Linked DNA regions of Anas platyrhynchos: region 2 is linked to region 1. A link is a contact called in public Hi-C data. All regions are on one chromosome and are shown on one strand. Each heading gives the region's core, a stretch centred on a gene start, on an enhancer-like site or on the middle of the called end of the contact. The rest is flanking DNA. Distances are from core to core; before and after follow the strand shown. Region 1 overlaps TECTB (tectorin beta). Region 2 holds the start of ZDHHC6 (zDHHC palmitoyltransferase 6).

Evidence for each region. Hi-C and Micro-C count contacts between places; a contact is called where the count stands out from the background.
Region 2: a Hi-C map of F5 follicle shows a contact between it and region 1, with 2.3 times the contacts expected there. The contact joins the promoter of ZDHHC6 here to the enhancer-like site in region 1. A contact is called at or near these places in 4 of 8 Hi-C or Micro-C datasets (F5 follicle, liver, small yellow follicle and 1 more).

The regions. Positions count from the first base shown.
Region 1 is chr6:31,748,734-31,754,210 of IASCAAS_PekinDuck_T2T, reverse strand. TECTB (tectorin beta) reads right to left here. Exons shown (of 11, transcript XM_005014464.6): 8 at 4,790-4,952; 9 at 2,782-2,851; 10 at 1,761-1,793; 11 at 1,079-1,280. The coding sequence ends at 1,228. LOC110351790 (a long non-coding RNA gene) reads left to right here. Exons shown (of 5, transcript XR_002399636.4): 2 at 523-695; 3 at 1,158-1,304; 4 at 4,331-4,432; 5 at 4,519-4,796. Among named protein-coding and RNA genes, the nearest start is that of TECTB, 8.5 kb to the right of the region's middle. Within about 2 kb of position 2,415, at least 1 of the 8 cell types and tissues checked has an H3K27ac peak or open chromatin away from gene starts, as enhancers often do. A contact at or near this core is called in F5 follicle, where this site is marked.
Region 2 is chr6:31,814,950-31,819,909 of IASCAAS_PekinDuck_T2T, reverse strand. ZDHHC6 (zDHHC palmitoyltransferase 6) reads left to right here and starts at 1,724. Exons shown (of 10, transcript XM_038181457.1): 1 at 1,724-2,254; 2 at 3,420-3,511. The coding sequence starts at 1,739. VTI1A (vesicle transport through interaction with t-SNAREs 1A) reads right to left here and starts at 894. Exons shown (of 9, transcript XM_021268815.4): 1 at 676-894. The coding sequence starts at 769.

The DNA.
Region 1 (5,477 bases), core at 1,166-3,665:
TATATTTGTGCCATTCTTGACATGTCTGGACTGTTGGAGGGAGAAAACTGGCTAAAAAAAACTGTGGGATGCAGCTGAGCAGTGCCTATACACCTATTTCTATAATGTGCTTATGCTTCAGTGTGTACAGACACATGTACACCCACTGAGTTTGTTAACGGGGACCAAAAAATAAGAGTGTAAGAGCTGTAGTCATTCTTCTCTCTGTCACCGTTAGGATCCCAAAAGATTAATGGAAAAGATCTAGGAAGGTTTCTTACCTGACACTTTTAGAAATTTTGATGAATATTGTTTTAGTAGTTACTGAAAGTAATGCAAATACCATGACTTCTGAGAATTGTTTTATGTCCTGATACTTCTTTCTCTTTAGAAATCATGGTTTCCCTTTCTGGTGATTTGTTCTTTATGGCATTTAATAGCTTTCATTATTTCAGATACAGAGCTAACACCTGGACTCTGTCATATCTGACACTAGTTGTATCTCCAGAGATGTATCCTAAAGCTCACTACTTTGTTTTCCAGCCTTGGATGTGCTTAATTTGCATCCACACCATGCAGCTCTTCAGCACTAAGCCTGTCCAGTCAGCAAGACACCTTAGTCCCAATGGTGTTGTGCCTACTGCAGCACATGCTGAGCTCTGCTTCACCCACCCAATCCATATAGACACTGCTGAGAAACAGGAAAGAAATGTCAGGTAATGCCAACAGCCTTCTAATTATTGTTATGTACAAGGCACCCTTTTCTCCTATCCTTGAACTGTTAAGTTAGTTTTTGTTGCGTTGGAAGGTTCCACAGATCAAGCTGAGGTGTTCAGGGCCTTGCAGGAGCAGACCTGAAGGTGAGTTTGATGCCACATTGAGACTGACAGAGAAGGGGGACCCTGAAGGGAAATTTGGCATTGGAAAGTGCTAAGTTTCAATAGAAACTTGTATAGAAATAAATGCAGTTGGCATCACTGCTCTTTAAAAGGAGGCATGAGTAAAATACATAACTGTTGGGTTTTCATTATTTAAAACACCTGCAGAGATCTGGGGGAGGTGAAACAGCTTTGGGGTTCTCTGATACTAGAGGCACAAAGCTAATGGAATGGTTTATTTGTCTGGTGAAATGGTGCACAAGGATTTTTTGTGAGTTTAATTTCTTCTCTGTAAAATAGACATCTTCAGTAAAGAAGTCCAGGTCCAAACAGAATTGGGAAAAGTTAAGAAACTCAGCTAAGCTGCTTTTTATAATAAAGCAGCACAAAATCCAATCGTGAAGAGGAGATGGAAGATGATATCTGCAAGAGAAATGAAAACTAAATGTGAGTACTTCACTTTCAGTTACCTTTCCTGTTTTATTCGCATCCCTACCATTGTAACTGCATGCTTTAACATGGGTCTGTCACCATATCAGGTTTTAGCAAACAGGCTCTGAAGGGGTTTTTCAAACTCTCCCAAATAGAAATGCTTTCCAAACATCTCTGTTAACCCAGTGGGATGCATTTGTTCCTTTTTGGGAAGTACGTGTAAAATTAAGATAAGTTAATGTTCAGTATTGGAAATTATTAGTATGATTTCATTGTCCAGGGTGAAGGATGTACCTAGAAGAGGAAAACAAAATGTCTAACATTGAGATACAAGATTGTAAAATATTTTCTTTTCAGTTGAATTTATAAAAATTACCAGGTCTTTTTTTGAACTATGGGTTTTATGTTGACAGAGCCAGTCAGGATTCTTATTTGGTATTGATATAATCATTGTTGTATTTTGCTGTTTACCTGAGAGTGTGTAAAATCTGGATAAACCTTTGCCTGTGTAAAATAAAAGAAAAAGATAACACTTGAATGGCATGTTTAAAATAGGGCAAAGTGCACTAGTGTGCTTTGTAAAATCAGAACAGATAACTTTTGCAACATTTTGAAATTCTGGGTATTTCTTACTCTTGGCTTTACTCTCTGAAGTTGTAAAAGGATCCTCAATTCTTTTATTATTATTTTTTTTTAAATTAGTGGAGTTTTACTGGTGTAACATACTGAATAGCAATAACGCTGCTGTATATATATTTTTAATTTTAAATTGGCTTGCAGGATGGTGTGGTTGTGGTTGATAAACTAGTATAAAGAGCTTTGGTGAAAGTATTGATTAAGGTATACCTTTTTCCAAGGACTTGTTTCAAAAGATGCTGGATTGCAGAATTAAAGTAGCTCAGGGAGAAACTCCTGGTGCCTCCAGGAGGCAGCAGTTAAGAGGAAAAAGGTTTTGCTTTGTAAGGGGAAAAATTGATGGCTGTTAGATTTGTGTAGGAGGAGCAACAGGCACACGCGGTTAATCGGCTATGTTTATGGTTATGCTGAAGAACCCACTAGCTGTGCAAAGAAAACCTCGGTGCAGCTTTCCTGCTGCTCCTAAGCCTGGCCTCTCTCCCACTCACGTGCAATCTATCAGCGCTTGTCCGGGCTGTTGCTGAGGTCAAACACGGGTGAACAGGGTTTACATTGCTAACTTGGTGCGTAAGTGGTTTGGCCATTTATCTTTAATGCCAAATGGGTGCAGTTACTCACTTTGTGAATGGGGAGAGTTTCACTGAGCTATTCTGTCAGAGCTACAAACCTGGTTCTGTTCAAGAACAGAACAGAACAGCTTGAACAGAAGGACCAAGGACCAAGTTCTGTTCAAGATTCTTGCTCTCACAGGGGAGCAGTTCTGCTCCCTGTGCTTGCCCTGCTCTGCAAGTCACCGGCTGCTCCCCAGTTCATTGCTTCCCAAAGGGAGAAACACCCCAGAAACCCAGCCACTTACTGCGGACAGAGATCTCTGCCACCAAAACACCTCCGGTTTGTTCCATGCGCTGTTTTCGTTTGTCACATGTCTCAAGAGATCAGAGAGAAAGCAGTGTATAATGATTGAATTATACAAAATTAATATATAATCTAAATATTTATATCCAAACCCAGCTCTCATATTTCCAACCAAGTAAATAAAATCTGTGTAGATTTTGCTGCATGTTTTCTCGGGACTGTTTGTTTTTTTTTTTTTTTAAATTGGGACATTTTAATGCAGGAGACGTTCAAGGAGAGCTTTTACTGTGTATTTTATGAGGATTTTAGTGTGCCACAGCTTTTATGGTGGCTGTCAGTCTAAGTGCCCTTTTCAGTTGTGAGGTGGCAGGAGCGCAGATGGGCATCTGCCGGCTGATCACACCTCCTCTTGGGCTGCCCTTTGCATGCTGCCACAAACAAACCTCCTGTCAAGAAGGAAGGGGGTAGCCGAGCTCCATCTATTTAACCCATGACCTCTGCGAAGACTTCTGTTGTTGTTTATTGCTAAGTGTAATTGTTGCCCACTGGGTATGAGCGTGAAGCATCAAAACCCTTCCAAACCGATCTAAGCTCTAAGGACTCCTGTCACAGCTGACAAGGTCTGTATTGGAGGCCTTGCTCTCTAGCTTAAAGGTCCCTGTCCATTCCCTGACCTTTGCAAGTCCCCAGCTGTGAGCATTTTGTACAAAACTGGTGTGTGATAATTCTGGTTATGCCTTGCTTGGTTCAGCCTTAATTGCAGCAGACCGCCAGCTGCATTTTTGGGTTGGCTGTGGACTCTGTGGAGGTTGGCCTGATGGAGCAATTACGAATTCAACCCTGTGACTATAAGGATGACGTAGATGTTTGGCAGCAATGTCAGAAAAGCAGATATAGAACACGTTTTGTTGTTGTTTTGTTGTTGTTGTTTTACTATTATATTTATTTTTTTTATTCTGGTCTGTGGCTGGATAAAGAGTTGGAAAAAATCTTTAAAAGCAAACAACAAAATGTAAGCTGAAAGATTTTTCTTTTGCCTTTGAAATTTGGAATTTCTAACAATGCATTTCTATCAGATCTGTAGCTTTTGCATAAATCAGTCCCCCCTGCTTACTGCTGAGGCTGGGTAATAATAAACTGCTCTCTTATAGTGGCTCCTGGACTGAGAAGGGGTGTATAAAGAAAAGTTGGCTTGACCAAGAGTGACATTTTCTCTTCTTCAGCAAGAATTAATTGTTGATGAAATGACAGGATATGTGCAAAAGAGTATTTTGGGCTTTCAGTTCAGGTTAAATAAAATTCAGCTTCACTTTATAGCAAAGACATATTCATTGAGTGAGAGAAGGAACAGTGAAGACTTACTGAAGGAGGTGGAGAAGTCTTTAAAGAAAGACCCTTTAGTAACCCTCACCCTAGCATCAGCTGGTGCTAAATAACTCCCCGTGCTAAATAACTGCACAGCATCTCCCCCCTCATTCCCACCTAAGGCCACTGAAACATCTCTGCCATCTCAGTCCCTGCTCCAGTAACAATTTGCGTATTTCCTGCAGAATAGCACAGCTTCAAGAGCAGAGCCTACTGCAGAGCTGCAGGATAGCAGAGAGGAGACCCTTCCACGAGAAGGAGGACCGGGAGGTTTTGTTCGGGCTGAGGTGAGCTTTGAGCCTTAGCACTGAGTCAGTTGGTAAAATGGGAAGTGCTCTACTTCCTCCTTTTTTTTTCTCATGCTTTTGTTTAGCTGTAGCTAATTGTCAAACAGGAGCGTCGTCTGGCATATTGACAAAAACTGACTTTTTAAATGGCTACATTATTTCCCAACATGTTTAAACAGATTGCCCAATGTGGCATGACAGGGATCAGGGTGCACAGCCCACCACTCAGGTTAACGTCTCGCGGTGGCTCCATCTAATGCAAGCTCTGCTGCCAGCTCCCCACCCGACGTGCTCCCAGGAGCTTCTCGACATTCTCTGTCCAAATTTAGCAAGTTTTTTCTTAGAGGGAGGCCTTACCACTGGGCAGGAGAACTTCTCACTGTCACAGACGTGCGTTTCGCAGTGCAGCCAGACCTTGGACAGCTTGGGGATGTTTTGGAAGCGGAAAGCATTAAACTGGAAGGTTGCCCGGCTTGTCTTCCCATTCTCATGCACAAGAATGGAGTTGTCTGTGGCACACCTGTGTTGTGTGTGAAGAAGCAGTGTCAGACCCTGACCTGTGAATAACCACGTCCTGAGGTCCTGGTCTGATGGAGGCATTTGCCCAGCTTTCAGATGCTTGGGGAGCAATAGGACACGGTGTGAAAGGGGACTGTTTGGGCCTGCAGAAATCAAGACCTTTTGGCATCTGACTGATTAACAAGCATTGCAGGGTCAGCAAAGCCTTCCAGTTATTCTCAAGTCATCTCCTTTTAACCAGCACTCAAAGTTTTGTCCCCACTCTTGCTTTCCTTCCCACCTATTGTGACTGCAGATGGCCCAGGGTCTGCTGCACATTCAGGTCTGTGGCAGCCACCGAGGGCAGCAGGCCCCAGTGAGCAAAGGGGGCTGAGAACTCACTGTGGTGCCTGCTGGTGGGCAGAGGAAGGCAGCACATAGTGGGGACAAGCCTACGGCTGGAAGGGGCTGCTCCCCACAGCACCAGTTACAACTCCCATCCCTTCCCTTGCTGCCTCGAGCACCAGGGGGTTGCCCTCTCATTGCT
Region 2 (4,960 bases), core at 475-2,974, 66 kb before region 1:
GTGTGTGCCTTTTGATTGCCTGTGTTTAAGATAACCACTTCCACTGGTTAAGCATCACAAAGCTTTGCAAAATGTGCATGGGAAAAGGAGGCAGAAGTCCTTAGCAGCCTGGACACAGAAGAATAAGGTGAGTTGCATGAGACACCCAATTTCAGCCATCCTCTGCCTCGTTCTGGGAGCACCCCAGCAGCGCACTGATTGCGTCTGTTAGAAGATGCAGCTGCCTGGTTCCAGAGATTATCATTTTCAGCCTTCTGCCCTGACACTCGTGGACTTTACCATCTGTACCACGGGGATATATCATGCACCAGCCCGTGAACGCTGCAGGCTGGTGACCAACACGTTAAACACACGGACACTGATCTCCTTCAATCTCCTGCTCCACGTGAGTCACCACAGCCAATTACCCAGCTCCGGCATTGCCTACACCACACGAAAAAAAAAGCTCGATTTTCGTTATTCACCGTGTGGCAGGACCCCAACAGCGAGCCTTCAGCACCGGGCAGGTGCAGCAGCAGCAGCACCCCCACAGCCCTCCTCCTCCATCCCCGGCCAGAAGCACAGGGACCCGCAGCCAGCTTCGTGAGGCAGCCGGCGGGAGGCTGCCCCCGCTCCGCCCTGCCCTACCCTGCCGGCCGGGCTCCTTGCCGAGCCCCCTCTCCCCGCCGGGCTCACCTCCGAGCAGCTTGGGCACCTTGCCGATGCGGCCCGTGATGTCGGCCGTCAGCACGGCGAAGTCCTGCTCGTAGCTCTCGAAGTCGGAGGACATGGCGACGGCGGCGGCGGCGGCAGCGGCAGGGGGGGCGCCGCTCCTCGCAGAGCCGCTTCCGTGTTCTGCTCGCTGCAAAAACGCCTCCCCGCCGCCCGCACGGCGCTTGGCACAGGGTTCCGCCGCAGTTCTCCTCCTCTTCTGGGGGATGGCTGCGGTGTCACCCACCCAGCCCCTCGCAGTGAGCCATTAAGGCTCCAGCTGCAGCTCTGATGCTCAGGAGATGGTGGTCGGCCCGTCCGCTGCAACCCCGCCTGTTGAAAAACAACCCCGTGGAGCGCTGCGGGCTTGGGGCAGAATCGCAGAATTCTCTAGGTTGGAAGAGACCTCAAGGTCATCGAGTCCAACCTCTGACCTAACACTAACAAGTCCTTCACTAAACCATATTGCTAAGTTCAACATGAGCCATCAGTGTGCCCATGGTGGCCAAGAAGGCCAACGGCACCCTGGCTTGTATCAGGAGTAGGGTGGCCAGCAGCACCAGGGAGGTGATTGTCCCCCCTGTATTTGAGTACTGCGTTCAGTTTTGGGCCCCTAAGCACAAGAAGGGCATCGAGGCCCTGGAGCGTGTCCAGAGAAGGGCTACAAAGCTGGTGGGGGGTCTGGAGCATAAGTCTTGTGAGGAGCGGATGAGGGCACTGGGGGTGTTTGGTGTGGGGCAGAGGAGGCTCAGGGCAGAGCTCGTTGCTCTCTAAAACTGTCTGAAAGGTGTGGGGAGCGGGGGTCGGCCTCTTCTCACGCATAACTGGTGATAGGACCAGAGGGAATGGCCTCAAGATGCGCCAGCAGAGGTTCAGATTGGAAACAAGGAGACATTTCTGCCTAGATAGAGCGGTCGGGTATAGGGATGGATTGCCCAGGGAGGTGGTGGTATCACCATCCCTGGTGGTGTTCAAGGAGAGGTTGGATGTAGTGCTTAGGGACAGGGTTCAGGGTGTGACAGTGGTGGTGTAGGGAGGGCTGGACCCGATGAAGGTCTCGAAGCTCTCTTCCAACCCTACCGCTTCCATGCCTGACCCCAGCCCACCCCTCCACACGGGCCGGGACTCCGTTTCCCAGAGGTCCCCGATAGCCGCGGACTGCCAGGCTCCTGAGGCCGTGCGGGGCGGGGCTGAAGCCCGGCGCTTCCCTTTCCCTTCCCTCCCCTCCATCTCCCTCAGCGGCCGCCGGGGCCATGGGCGGCGGGCTGGAGGCGGCGGCGGCGGCGGCGGCAGCGGGCGGGCGGCGGTAGCGGCCATGGGCGGCCCGGGGGGGCTGCGGCAGGCGCGGCGGCTGTGCCACTGGGGGCCGCTGGTGGCCCTGGCCGTGGTGGCCGTCTGCTCCGCCACCGCCATGGCGGACGCCGCGCTGTGGTACTGGCCCCTGGACACCGCCGGGGGAAGCGTCAACTTCGTGGTGCTCCTCAACTGGACCGTCATGATCCTCTACAACTACTTCAGCGCCATGTTCGTCGGCCCCGGGTACGTCCCGCTGGGGTGGACGCCGGTAAGAGCTGCCTCGCTGCGGGGATGGGGATGGGGAGGGGAAAGGGAAAGGGGAGGGGGGGGAGGGCTGGGGAAGCCCCATGTCGCGCCTCTGTCGCGCCTTTGTCGCGCCCTGTCGCAGGAACTGGAGCTTCGGGGTTCCCTGCACGCTCATGCAGGTGCTGGGGTGGTGCAGGCTTCGCCGCCAGTGGTACAGACTTCATTCAGTAAATTGAAGGTGAGGCAGCAAATTACGTGCTAGGCTAGGGTTCAGCACAGCGTTGTGGGCACAGAGTGGCCAGGGTTGGAAGGGAGCGCACAGGGCACCCGATTCCAGCCCCACCACAGCAGGTTGCCCAGAGCCCCATTCAGCCTGGCCTTGAGCACTACCAGGGATGGGGCAGCCCGTGTCAGTGCTGTACCACCCTATTTGCAAGTCAAGGTAGAAATTCTCGCTTCCTTCCCTTCAGTAACCTCTCAGAATAGCAGCAGTCAAGGACCAGCGTGATGCAGGCTCGGTATCTCGAGACAGCTGGCCAAAGCTTGTGTTTCAGGAACACCAACACTAGGAATAATCGCACTTCTATTCATGAGCTAGTTCTCAAGACCAAGTGTAGGGAAAAGAATATCCAAAGGTAGTCCCAACGGGGTTACTGTCTACTCCACTTTGTGCAGCATTAATACATGCTCTCTACAAGTTTCTCTGTCTCTGTAGCTATCATACACAAGTGTTTCTGTAAGACAGGGAGACAAGAGCGTGATGAGAGCCAGCTCAACATTAACGCTCAGTAGTACCATTTCTAGTAGCTTGCCTAGACTGGCTCATAGGTTAAAACAAAAGACAAGGCATACAGTTATTATTTTTTTTAGTGATAAAGGCCCCATGCTCTTTTAGACTCTCAGTTCGCTATCAAACCCTGTTTGCACAATTCCTAATCCTGATTGAAGAATTGTTTGTTTATTTTAGCTAGGAGCACTCTCAACAGTGAGAGATGGCTGTGTCGATAGCAGAGATTTTTTTTCTTCTTTTTTTCCCCCCTCCCACCACCTACCATTAAATAGGGTTGGGTTGTGGAACACACCCTGTCAGAAGAAAGCAAGGATGCATTAGGCTGTGCAAGTGCCAAGATGTGTGTTGCCAGTAGAATTATGTATTCTGTCTAATATGCCCACTCTTCTGTTTAAAGGAAAATTCTCAGGATTGCATGTATCTCCAATACTGTAAAGTATGTCAGTCTTACAAGGCACCACGTTCACACCACTGTCGAAAATGTAACAGGTATTGTCTCTTTAAAATTGCTTTGTTTGTACTGAAAGCAACTACTGTGCTAGTGATAACTATTAATATTATTCATTCTTTCAGGTCTTGTATATTTTTAAAAGGTTTCCCAATGGACATTGTACCTGTTTCAGATATTTCCAGTTGTATGACTTCTGTCTGTTCTTACAGCATTATAGTGAAGAAAGATAAATAAGTTTATCTGCCTTTAACGTTTTCTTCTTAGTTGAAAATCAGTTTCTCTTAAGAACTTGACAGTATTAACAGAATATTTCAGTACTGTTTCAGGGAGGTGAGCCTATGTAAATACCTAAAAATCTTTCAGTCCTTTCTAAGTTCTGAGCCCAAGCGTTGTCCTGTTCAGGCAGTACAAAAGCCTGTTCTGTTATCTTACCAGTTAAAATGTTGATTTGAGTGGGAATTTTGGACTGCTCTTTACCATGTGCTGAAGGTGTTTTTTTTTTTCAGAGGGAGTTTCCTTGTTAAGTCAAGACATAAGCCTTTGTGGTTAACTTAAAATATTTGTGCCTTTTTTATGTGTTAATCTTCCAACAGGTCTGTTTAGAGCTAATGTTTATATGTTTTTATTATAAATAGCTGCACTGAAATTTAGTGCAGCTTGAAAAAAAAAAAAAAAAGGCAAGACACTTGCACTGTTTGCAGTCCACACTGTAGATGCCTTTAACCGTTTACTGTGCAGGTCCTCCTCTGAAGGACTAACTAGAGATCATGGTAAAAGGGTATTGTAACATGCACATTCATTTGTTATTTCTATAAATACAAGTTACCCAATCACTGTGCTTTCAGGAAGCAGAGCCTGAAACCACAGACCAGGGCTGTCATTTAGCTGCATCATCCCAAGTTTTAAAATTAGTCTTTCTCTGAGTGACAGTCCGTATGCTGAGGAGTTATTTAGAAATGGCAGCAGATTCTGATGATTGTCTCTGCAAAAGCAAGTTATTTTAATAATTTATCATTAGTGAAATAAACCAGAAGAAACTGAAGCACGTATTGGCAAAATAATCTAGAAAAATAGACTATTTAAAGAAGTTCCTGCCCCCTCAGCTCTGGCCAAAATAACTCACTCTGCATGTATTTCTAGACTGTTGCAGTGCGATGAGGTATTTAACATAAATCACCACAAAGTCTTTTATGCTCTGTCAAGTTTGAATGGATACAATTCCTGTGGCCCTCATGAATGGAGTGAGATTTCTAGCCAAGACCCAGGAACTTCTTCAGAAACACTTGTGCTGCTAATTTTGACTACATATTCAAAAACTTGTACAGCAAGAGCTGAGCATACGCTAACAAAGTGTTAATTTTTTTCAAAGGGAGAGACTGAACTCCCTGTTGGGAGTGAACTATCTTAAAAGATAAACGACACTGGTAGTTCCAAAACAATTAACTTTTGATTTCAGAGGAACTGGATATTTTTGCAATCCAACCCTT